Linked DNA regions of Mus musculus: region 1 is linked to region 2. The links are chromatin contacts, called in public HiChIP or PLAC-seq maps. All regions are on one chromosome and are shown on one strand. Each heading gives the region's core, a stretch centred on a gene start, on an enhancer-like site or on the middle of the called end of the contact. The rest is flanking DNA. Distances are from core to core; before and after follow the strand shown. Region 1 overlaps Ptbp3 (polypyrimidine tract binding protein 3). Region 2 overlaps Susd1 (sushi domain containing 1).

Region 1 (2,700 bases), core at 98-2,597, 140 kb after region 2:
ACCTTAAAAACCTTTTAAAAACCTTTTTAAAAATATAAAAGAGGGGCTGGTGAGATGGCTCAGTGGGTAAGAGCACCCAACTGCTCTTCCGAAGGTCCGGAGTTCATATCCCAGCAACCACATGGTGGCTCACAACCATCTGTAACGAGATCTAACTCCCTCTTCTGGATTGTCTGAAAACAGCTACAGTGTACTTACATATAATAAATAAATAAATCTTAAAAAAAATGTAAAAGAGCAAAACACAAGAAATGAGAATGAGGTACAAATGGAAGAAAGTGAGCAGCATCCCGTCAAGTGGCAATAGACTGTGAGCACTGTGTAGCACCTGCACTTTGTCCTTTCTAGTGAAAGGATCACCCTCTTCCATGCACGGCCCCATGACTTCCAATGCCTGGCTTGGGAGAGCACCTTTCTGCCTCACTGGCATTGAGCATAGTTTTGTGATAGGCTTTGGCCTCTGGAGCATGAACACAAAAACATTTAACCAAAAAAGCATAGGATAGCCGTTTTGTTGGTTTTATTCTCTTTGCTTTCACTCTATAACAAGCATATGCCCCACACAAGAGGAAGTCTTTACTCTAAAGCCCAATCACTGTAAATAAACAAGAAACATTTTTCTAACATAGTGATCAACATAGGAAAACAAGTTTACTCTTACTGGTTATTTGGACATATAAGTTAATTCCCTAACAGAATACCATCATGTGAAGAAAAGTAGTAGAATGGAGCATCAGTCAAGGCAGAGCAAAAAAACTCTTAGAATTACATGGGACTTAGCTGGATGTGATTTAATGGAAATATACATTGGTACAACTTGTAATGCTATTCAACCAATGAAAGTCAAATATATGAATATCTAAAAGATCCCTGTGACCTACTGCTATGTACACACCCAAGATATGCTGACTTATATATAATTAGACATAAGGATATTCCCAGAACACTATTCAAACTAGAGCAGCTGAAAACAACCAAGTGTCATCAATTACAGAATAAATCTTTAAAAATACATGCAATTGTTTATTAAAAACATAAACTACTGTCCCACAGAACAAAGTAATCTCAAATATTAAGAGGTTGATCACAAAGGAAACACTCTTGTGTTATCACTACTTTATGTGACATATGTGTGCAAGGGAGCCAGTTCTCTCCTCAAAGACAACAAGGATGCTTAGCAGGAGGATAAAGAGTGCATCATGGGTAAACAATTAACAGCATTGCCAAGGAGGTCTTAACAGAATGAAAAATGAGACATCATGTGGCAAGTGTGGAAGGGAGGTTAAGACTGCATCAACAGTCTCCTTAGAAACACATGGTCAGTTTACATAAGTCCAGCAATTTCCTGTGGACTTGTTAGCTCTCTGACGATGTCAACACATAAATCAGCTTCATTTGCTTCAAGCATCAATTATTGAAGCTCCCTCTGACTGACAAACTAAATATACAGGGCCAACAAAGCAAAGGAATACTGTTATTAAGCAGTACAAATGTTTGTTTATCAAATTTGATGGGAACTGGTTTTATTTGCAATTCAAGAAAGAATATTAATGTGATTAAAAGACAATATGTCAATCGAGGAAAGCCACTGAAGTAAAATTTAAGATTTTGAAACTAAACCAAAAACCTAAATTCAGATCAGATATAACATGCACATGAAATTTTAGGATAAGGTATCATTTCTTTTACCTATCAAGACCATCAGGGAAACAAACTATCTAAAAAGTCTTAAATCTCTAGGATTCTTTCTTTAAATGAACATACTCATGAAATATTGAAATAAATACCCAAGTACAAAATCAAAACAAAATTTCTAGCAGATGGACTAACAATCTTTTGTGAAACTTTCCAGAATAAAAATTTCATTTGTCCTGCTCTTAGTAATTTGTTCCATAAACAGAAATAAAGTACTATTATGCAGTGATACCATATTGCATCTGTATCATCAGTTGCCTAGAAGATACACCTAATCGTATTTTCCCTTTTCCCTCCTCTGCCATTCCTAGCCAGGGCCCTGGATCTTGTCCCCTGCTGTACTGAGCTTTTATCTCCTTGGCCCTGGTCTAGCCCTACTGATTGCTCTCCTTTATAACTTCCTTCACAGAACTTACAACTTTTTTCATGTACTCTATGTTAAAACCACACACACACACACACACACACACACACACACACACACACCCCAAAAATGTCCTTGCTTAAGTAATTCAGTGCAGTGGTTTTCAACTTTCCAATTGCTGTGAACTTTTAATACAGTTCATCGTGCTATGATGACCCTCATAAAATTATTTTCCTTGCTATTTCATAACTGTAGTTTTGCTGTTAGAAGTCATAAATATTTTAGACATGTGAGTTTTCCAAGGGACTAGGGTTTCACAGCATAGTCTTGATCTAGAACTCACTCTCTAGACCAGGCTGACCTTGAACTCAGAGCTATGCCTATCTTTGCCTTCTAAGTGCTAGGATGAAAGGCATGCACCATCACTCTCCAGCTTACTTCTACTATTTCTAAAGTTCTCTTGGCTTTACTTTTCTCATTGTATTCAGAGAAAGCAAACTCTCATGTCAAGTTCTTCGATCTTTTAGATTTGTCTTGTAGCCTCTGACTATAAGCACATGCAGAAGAATACACATTCTACACCTGCTGGGCAGCATGTTACTTAAATGTCTGTCAGACCCACTTGTTCTGTAGTATGCCTT
Region 2 (2,700 bases), core at 39-2,538:
AATGTCAGTCGTCCAAATGGTACAGACATATTCAGACTCAGCCCAGTAGTGTGGCTAATGTAGTACTGTGCCCATTTATCCCAGCCAGCCCTTCTTTCCTAGCTGCAAGTGAGCACTTGCTAGGCTGGTGAGAAGGGCTGATAACCAAGAAGGTAACGAGGGGAACAGGAGCTTGGTAGCATTTGCAGCAGTACCCAGGGCAGATTCCGGGATGCAGAAAGGCTCCTGAGAGATGAACAGTCAGTGTTTCGACGGAGTTGTTGCTCTCCTAAGAACACGGAGTGATGGAGTGTGGAGTGTTAACCTTGTAATTATTAACCCAGACTCAGAACATAAAAGGCAAATGACCTGGACAGAATGGAAGCAGGGACAGCCTTATCAGGAACAAATCAGCCTCTTTGATCCTGAAGTAAAACTGAGTCATTAATGTGAAGCTTCCACCTCGGGTTTTTCCAGACACGAAAGTAGTTACCTAATTCCCAGCTGTCTGGAGTTTCTAGTTCAAACTGGCCGTAGAGGGGAAAAAAAAAAAAAACCTCACCTCCTACCACCTTGTTAGAGTTTGCACTCCATTAAAAACATGACAGATCTGAGCCACTAACTCAGAGGCACAGAGCCTCAAAAGTATTTTAAAATAATTCAAAGCAATCTGTGTACAGATAATCCATTCTCCCCAGTTTGGAATTAAACACAGACATACAGACAGAGGGGAAGACGGAGGGACTACAAGGAAAGATGATGATAGGGGAAGAAGTGAACCGTGAGACACAGTAAAATAAATACAAGACACACGGGGGGTGGGAGTCGGGATGTCGTAAGACTGATGAAAAACGGGGAAAGGGAAAGGAGGGGCAGCTAGGCAAGAACCATGACAACCAGCACCTCTTGCTCCACTTCCAGAAGCTTCTCCAGCCCACCTCTCCAGAGATGCATGACTTCATCAGCATGCAAATCACTCCCTTTATCTGTGAAAATCGAATTTAGCTGCCAATCCTGACGGAGGGCACACGAGCCTCCTCGCAGAAAGAGCCCAGCTCCCAGGGAGAATGCCTTTTTTCTCTCCCGAAATCAAAGCTTGCATAAGCCCATGGAAACAGCTGCAGCTGGAGCCACAGACTTAGTAAAAGGTGGAGGGCTGAGGACAGTAATTATAATTAGCGGTTACATAACATGTTTGTTCTTCAAAGTGCTGTACAAGGACCAGCTAATTAATAGCTTACTGTGCCCCATGCAGATCCCCTGGTTTTTCACGTAGTGACTAATCCTTGTGCCCCCACTGGATTCTGAATGGTGGCAGCAGAGGACCTTGAGCAGCGTACACATGGCAAAGGGACCACGGCTGTAAGAAGCTCTCTCACACAAGCTGTTTCTTGGGGGGACGGTTCTGGGAGAAAGCTGTCTTACATCCTTCAGATAAGTCCTGGAGGTGCTGCCAGAGAGGCCATCAGTCTCGTGAGCTTGGCCTCAGAGAAAGTGGAAGATGGTACTGGCGTGTCCTTGCTTCTCTGCTTGGCCAGGGAGACAAGGTGGCCTCCATCTCTGGATTCTTGCCTTCTGTTTCCTCCTGACTCCGCAGCCTACATCTTTTGCAGGTATGATGGCGATAGCTAAATGTAAGCATTGTCTATCTCCTCCCAGGGTTCCTTCCCCACAGGCTTCAGCAGTCTCTAATGCTTTGAATTTATTTACAAACCATTACAAGGACATATGAATGTGCACTTCCTCAGGAGAGATCTGGTTCTCCTACCACACTGTAAATTTCAAATGTGTGCTTCACACACAGAGCGCACCGAATATCTATCTGTGGGACGGAAAGATGGGCAGGATGGATGTCATCAAATTCTCTCTTGGGGATGGGGAGATGGCTCAGACCATAGGTGCTTGTCACGCAAGTGTGAGGTCCCAAGTTCGATACCCAGAACTTCCATAAAAAGATAGGTCATGGTGGCCTACTTGTATAGTCTTAGTACTGTGAAAGCGGATACAGACAAAAGATAGTGTTGCAGCCGGGTGTGGTGGCGTACGCCTTTAATCCCAGCACTCGGGAGGCAGAGGCAGGCGGATTTCTGAGTTTGAGGCCAGCCTGGTCTACAAAGTGAGTTCCAGGACAGCCAGGGCTACACAGAGAAACCCTGTCTTGAAAAAAAAAAAAAACAAAAACAAAAAGAAACACACACACACAAAAGATAGTGTTGCATATATGTATGTATGCATGTATACACACATACAATAGAATATTTTTCACTTCTAAAAAGTGAGGAAAATGGCATATCCTGTATTGTTGGTGAGCCTTAAAAATATTATGCTAAGTGAAATAAGCCAAGCTTTGAAAAAAAATCTCAAGTATCATATGATCCTACATCCATGGAGTGCCTACAGTAGTCTCATTCCTGGGAGATAGAAAGCGCAATGGCAGGGTGCCAACGTCTGAGGGGAGGAAGAAATGATGGGTTCCAGTTTTAGAAGATAAGATGTTCTGGAGACTAGTTCTACCATGGTGTAGATGTACACAACACCAACGGACTGCATAATGAAAACAAACCGGTATAATGCAATTAGATAAGACTTAACTCCTTGAATTTTATCATCTCTTGTGTGAAAAAGATGTCATATCAAAATGTGTTAAGGGTATACTCCTGCAAGAAAATGGTTCATAGAATACATTTTCTCAGCTGGCTAAGGAGAGAAGGCAAAACACAC

What was found. HiChIP or PLAC-seq counts read pairs in DNA pulled down with a chosen protein or histone mark.
Region 1: a PDX1 HiChIP or PLAC-seq map of a beta-TC-6 cell line shows a contact between it and region 2, with 8 times the contacts expected there. The contact joins two enhancer-like sites. A contact is called at or near these places in 4 of 484 Hi-C or Micro-C datasets (CD4 T cells, bone marrow-derived macrophages and embryonic stem cells), 9 of 115 datasets of contacts at active chromatin or transcription factors (the HPC-7 cell line, the NIH/3T3 cell line, a beta-TC-6 cell line and 4 more) and 2 of 9 other capture datasets (adipose tissue and liver).

What each region holds. Positions count from the first base shown.
Region 1 is chr4:59,527,299-59,529,998 of GRCm38.p6, forward strand. All of the region lies in intron 1 of Ptbp3 (polypyrimidine tract binding protein 3), which reads right to left. Among named protein-coding and RNA genes, the nearest start is that of Ptbp3, 21 kb to the right of the region's middle. Within about 2 kb of position 1,348, at least 5 of the 459 cell types and tissues checked have an H3K27ac peak or open chromatin away from gene starts, as enhancers often do.
Region 2 is chr4:59,387,648-59,390,347 of GRCm38.p6, forward strand. The region is part of intron 6 of Susd1 (sushi domain containing 1); the gene reads right to left. Among named protein-coding and RNA genes, the nearest start is that of Susd1, 50 kb to the right of the region's middle. Within about 2 kb of position 1,289, at least 85 of the 459 cell types and tissues checked have an H3K27ac peak or open chromatin away from gene starts, as enhancers often do.